2 separate regions of the Gasterosteus aculeatus genome follow, and region 1 is linked to region 2. A link is a contact called in public Hi-C data. All regions are on one chromosome and are shown on one strand. Each heading gives the region's core, a stretch centred on a gene start, on an enhancer-like site or on the middle of the called end of the contact. The rest is flanking DNA. Distances are from core to core; before and after follow the strand shown.

Region 1 (2,821 bases), core at 250-2,749, 130 kb before region 2:
AGATGAAGAGCTCCTTTCTTTTGTGATTTCGCTCATACCTAAAAATCTAATTAAATAAAAACGACAGGAAATGAGGGAATAGAGGGCAGCGCGTAAAAGACCCCGGGGAGGGGTGGGGTGGGGGGTGGGGGGCACTCAGTGAAGAGACACCGGCAAAAAGAAAATGCAAAAGAGGAGGATCAAAATGTGGCTGAGAAGAGATAAAGAGCAAATCGGAGAGGAGAAGTTTGCAATTATAAAGGAGCCGGAGAACAAACGAATCCGCATTGCTGCGCTCAAATAATGCAACAGGCGAGGGGGGGGGGGCTTGCAAACACACACACACACACACACACACACACACACACTCCCCCCGTGGGGGACGCGGGGAGAGAAGGAGGTCCATGTTCAGCTCTAACGTCTGTGGCTCATGGAAATGACTCGCTCTCTGAAGAGAAGCAACTAGTGGGAGAAGATGCTAATTTCACTCGACGCAGCACGTCGGGTAACTGCTCCCTCGGTTCCTCGTGCAGCGCGCCCCCCCCCCGAGACCCCCGCCGAGTCCTCACAGCCGCCTCCCGCTCGTTGTCACGTGTGGTGACGGCAGCGAAGATGAGAGCGAAAGACTCGAAAGCAGCTGAGGAGTCGACTCTGGAAAGGCCGCATGGTTCCAGACAAAAAGGGAACCTTGATTTCTTATTCTCGTCACTTATCGCCGCACTCGGTAAACAAAAGAAGTGCTTCTGTATGGAGATTTTGTTTTTCTATTACAAGTATCGAATGCCATACCAGAAAGAAAGTGTCATTTTGTGATTTGTTTCTGAATGTCACGTCCTCTTTATGAATACAAATGCTTTTCTCAACCTGTTGAAAAGTCCATTTCTTTATGAATGCTGAATGTCAAAGAAAAGGTGAGAACAAGAGACGCTAAGTAGATTAGAGGCGTCGGATCCCTGGAGGTGTTCATTGGGTTCGTGCTCATGGCTGTAAGTCGTTTGGACAGCGTGAAGGACAGAATACGCCCGGGACACCAACTGTTTGTCTTTTTAGTTGCATTGACAAGTTGATATTTGCCAGTGAAATTCTAAAAACTGAAAAACTACCCCCCCTCCCCCCCCACAGCCCAGAACTGCTCAGGTCTGAGGACGTGCGCCGAGTGTCTGGAGAGGACGGAGTGCGGTTGGTGCGGCGATCCCAGTAACACCGGCAGGGGTGTTTGCATGGAGGGGTCCTACCGGGGCCCCATGAGGCCCGCCGGCTCCAGGGCCGGACCCCCGGACAGACTGTGGGACAGGGACATGGCGCTGGATCAGAGTCTCTGTTCCTCCGACAGAGGCTACAACTGGGCCTTCGTCCAATGTCCCGGTGAGTGAACAGCTGGAGCGGCAACCCTCGACAACCCCCCCCCTCGTCAATGCACCGGACGTGATCTCCATGGCGGGGCGGGGGGGCGGAGGTGGGTGTTAATAACCCGAGTGCATGTGTCTGTGGTTTCCTCCCAGCGTGCCAGTGTAATGGTCACAGCAGGTGTGTGAACGGCAGCGTGTGCGAGCACTGTGGGAACCTGACGGCAGGGATGCACTGCCAGAGCTGCATGGCCGGTTACTATGGCGACCCCACCAACGGAGGGAAGTGCAACGGTGAGTGTACAAGGTTCACAGGTTCCTACCACATGTTTCTGGTTCTCTCTTTTTTTCCCTTTGGAGCTGCATAGTGTCCGTTAGCTTTTATTTAAAGAGTCCTTAAAACTTAGGAGGGGAAAAAAAACGATCGCTGAGAAGCCAGCTGGCTCTGGCAAAGTTTTGTTTACAGACAGAACTAAAGAGAAAGTTGAAAGATCTCATCCTGTGTGTTTTTGAGCTCTCGGTCTCTCCTTCACCTCTTTAAACATACAGCATGTAGTGAGCTGCCTGCAGCGCTGTAATACACACAAACATCCTGACGGGGGCAGCGCTTCAAAGCTGTGAGCAGACTGTGTTTTGCTGTCGAGCGTGTACTTTCGACAGGCACACGCGTGCTCTTTGGACGGGACGGAGGTCTGCACACAGCGTGGGAGCAGCAGAGTCCCTGCTTGCATTTACACGGCACAGATATCTATAAATATAAAGATGTATATCCAGAGAGAGAGACTTGGGAAGATGGTGCTGAGGTGCATTCATATGTTTTTCGTTTGGAATTCGTTCGCCCGTCAGCACCTTTTCGTTTCGCTCCATCACAGCAGGTCCCTCAGCCGAGTCTCTTGGATCATGTGATCAGGAGTTGGATAATAGAAGCAGCGATGGGGGGGGGGGGGCAGCCGGGGTTTGGGAAGGCGTGTGCTACAGAACGGGCCTGCATGGGATGCAGGGTGAGTGAGTGACTGTTGGGGTGTGGGTGGGGAAATGGGGGAGGGCGGAGGGGGCTGAGCGGGCGGCGCAGCAACATCAGTCTCGCTGTGACAGATGTGCTTCTCGGCGCGGCGGCGTGACATTAACTCGCTCTTAATCATTTTCTTATTTCCTGAGTTGACTGGTGTCTCCGTCCCCGACGGCTCCTCGCAGCGAGCGCTGATCGATGCTCGCCTCTCGCCGCCGGCAGGACGGCCCCCGGTGTGCGTTCCCCTCCGCTCCAGCTTCCTTTGCTGTCTCACTGCCTCCCCGTCTCTCCGGGGTTTCCTGTGTTTCCCTGAACATCCTTCTCAACATTCTCGAGACCTCTCCTAGTTCCTTTCCTTTTCCCACCTCTCCTCTCCTCTTCTGCTGTCCATTCGTCTCCTTCATTTTGCTTTCCTTCCCCTTCTCTCTTCTTTATTCTTTCCTTTTCCTCGTGTCCTTTTGGGTTTTCACCTCCACTTGTCTCCTTT
Region 2 (3,148 bases), core at 61-2,560:
AACTTGTGTAGCTTATGGACAATTCTTAGATCCGAATCCCCTTAAGAAACAGGAAAAACACGCGCTCGTGTTTCAGCTGCACAGCTGATCCACGGTATGCAAAGGACGCGCGTGGCTCCTCCCCCATCTGCAAAATGACAAACATTCTCCTGCAACATTTTGTGACGATGAAACACCCGGTTTTTATTTGATCTTTAATTTCTTTAAAGTAAACACCAGAATAAAGGGCCGGTTGCCCCCCCCTCTCCCCACTGACCGCACTGAGGAGCGTGCACACCCGTGTGGCTGTCGCCATCTGTTGGTGGTTTGGAAGTAAAAGGTCAAAGCACAGATTTGCAAACCATTTGTTTGTCATTCAAACTATACAAAGCCGCGCACTGGAGATGTCATGTTCGGAAAACAACGAGCATCCCGTTGTTAACACCTCTTGTTGGATCACAGCATTGTCAAAAGGGGGGCAGTTTTAACTAATAGAGCGCGGTTGTATAACGACGGGGATGATGCACCGTGCAACTTGTAACTCTGCCTATGGCTCATTGATTGCCTATAATATTCAGAGCCTAATCCACTTGGCTAAATGACCGGACTATGTCAATAAGGCCCTCTCTGCATTAAGGACAGGGCTGAATCAATCGAGGATGCTGGTGTCAGTAAATCAACCCCCCCCCCCCCCCCACACACACACACACATTCATTCAGAGATGGGATGAAATAGCTTATTTAAATGTCAGCGAATAGCCCCTGATAGAAAAGGAAGGCTGTGATTAGGTGGGTGCGATGAATCACTCTTGCAAAGTACAGTCACTTTTCAAAATGGCTTTCCATTTAGTTAGATAAACACGCCACGGGGCCGGGGTCCGCAGCTGTTTTTAGAGGGAAAACTACAGGCTAAGAGACAGAAAATGGGCACAGGTGAGCGACGGGCCCCGGCTACCATCCGGGATAATTGTCTGCTTACAATTTGATGACTTTGCTGTTCTTAAGTCTCCAAAGGGAACCTTGCCAGTCAGGGGGAACGGCTCAGTCTGGTGATTAATGAAAGGCCTCAATCAATACGTGATATTAATTTTGCAAATGCGTGTCACAATGATGTAGTCCTCGGGTCATTTAACGTTTCACACGGTAATGTGGCTCATGGCAGCGGCTCAGAAGCTTTTTTTTCCCCTTCTTTGCCAGTCAGAATATATTTGAGAAAAATGTAGGCAGTGAGTCTCAATTGATTTCTGTTGGGAAAACCGACTGTGCCTTTTTTAAAACTTTTTTTTACTACTTTACATTTTAAAAATAGTAATACTATATTTTTCAATGATGATACACGAACAATTACTTAACGTTATTAGTTACAACAATGACGTCACAATCAGACAGGCTACATAAACGTTAGGCCATAAATAGTTAACTTAACATTAGCTAACTAATGCTAACTGAAACGTACCTTAATCGCTGCTTGCAAAGACTTGGTTGCCATTCTATTGAGTCACGTTAAACGCTCTATTGAGTCAGGTTAAACGCTCTATTGGACACAGTGTTCTGTTTTACGTTTTAACTTTTAGGAAATGAGCTCCCACGGCTCATTGTTTATCAGCAAAGCTCGTTAAAGCTCGTTACGTTAGTAACGAGTGCAAAGAGGACAAACCAAACCGGTCGGTGTCATACGAGGGGCGGGGCCGTAGAGTCACGAGCGCCACGTCATAGGCCCAGTTTAAGTAAACGTTTACCCTAGCTACTCGCTAGTCCTGTTAGCTAGCTAGTTGACACTTTGCAGTAGTAACTCTTTGGTGCCGTATTGGTTAAAAATGAGTTTAGACACACTTTTCCAACAAATTCTTGTAACTGAACAACAGTTAACTGAACAGACACAGAAAGTCAAAGAAGGTAAGCTTGCTGCCAGCTAGCAACACCAGCTAACGAACGTTGACAGGCTAACGTTAGTAACAATGCTAACTAACGGCAACTAGTCGGGTCCTCAAATTTAAGGCTTTGCTCCCGCTTTATCAATCCACATTTCAGCTAACATTATCTATAGTGAATTTAATCTAATATTGTCTTTCTCCTTATTTGTAATATATTATTTCAGTCAAAGTAGCCATCATCAGATTTAATGAGAAGATCAAGAGCGCCGCTGAGAAGAATGAAAAGACCAATGAGGAACTGGATAAAACGGTGATGTTATGACACAATTAGCTTTCTCTTTCATATGGAGGCATCATGTAAATTCTGAAAACCTTTTGTGACTGGAGCAGCATTCATGCCGCAGTGTTAAATATCTGCCTTGTCTTTTTATATAATAATGTTTTTGGCAGGCTGTGCTTGAATGAATTACCAAAGTTATTAGTAGTCTGACACAAAATTGTGCCAAATTATACACTTAATCGTAACATTTAAATGGCTTTATAACTTTGAACCGTTTTATACTAATTATTAATAATGATTTCCTAAAAGGTTATTGTGACTATTGCCTGTTTCAGGGTAAAGTTGTGACGGAGCAGACTGATATTTGCACAGCCACGTATCATTTTGTTCTAGCTGCAACTGTGCTTTTCCAGTTAATGTTCATTTGGTGTTCTCCTGTAAGGAGCAGTCACATCCTGTCTATTGTATCACATGGAAAATATATAATTCAACTGCTCAAAATGCATTTACAAAACAGGGATTGTCTTATTGCTTTTTATTTACTTTGAATGTCTCAAGTTTTATCGTGATGCAATTTAAAGATAAATAAAATCAGTTACAGCAGTAATTGTTAGTGGCACTGTCATATGAAGGAACAAAGTGCATATTGGCATATTGATGAGCTGATCTGCTTCATGATTTAAAACACTTAATCTCTGCCATTCGTTTTCATCAACAGTGCAAATTTTCACTGCAAAATCAATGGTTAATTTCCACCGGATAACATTAGTGAAACCTTTCAGCACGTGTGAGATATGATGTCAAAGGCAGGCTCGTTGACCCCTCCGAAATATTGCTCACTCCTTCCGGTGCTTGTATGGACGTCTGAAAAGTGCAGATTGCTCTCTTGTATGAGTTATCTCTCTGTGTCTGAGTGTTATCTGCTTGAGAACGCAAGGCACTGATAACTTTGTCTGACCCCCTTAAAGTGGAGTATTAAAACTCTTTACATCAGATATGCAGGGAGTGTTTACTG

Evidence for each region. A called contact is a pair of places that touch in the nucleus more often than the background predicts.
Region 1: a contact with region 2 is called in a Hi-C map of skeletal muscle, with 4 times the contacts expected there. The contact joins the enhancer-like site here to the promoter of LOC120820749 in region 2. A contact is called at or near these places in 2 of 6 Hi-C or Micro-C datasets (both in skeletal muscle).

The regions. Positions count from the first base shown.
Region 1 is chr6:17,957,154-17,959,974 of fGasAcu3.hap1.1, reverse strand. It overlaps LOC120820841 (attractin-like protein 1), which reads left to right. Exons shown (of 29, transcript XM_078104887.1): 18 at 1,102-1,344; 19 at 1,482-1,619. Among protein-coding and RNA genes, the nearest start is that of LOC120820841, 49 kb to the left of the region's middle. Within about 2 kb of position 1,499, at least 1 of the 9 cell types and tissues checked has open chromatin away from gene starts, as enhancers often do.
Region 2 is chr6:17,821,720-17,824,867 of fGasAcu3.hap1.1, reverse strand. LOC120820749 (coiled-coil domain-containing protein 172) reads left to right here and starts at 1,310. Exons shown (of 8, transcript XM_040178870.2): 1 at 1,310-1,875; 2 at 2,078-2,163. The coding sequence starts at 1,797. gfra1a (gdnf family receptor alpha 1a) reads right to left here and starts at 1,624. Exons shown (of 11, transcript XM_078104880.1): 1 at 1,436-1,624; 2 at 1-1,025.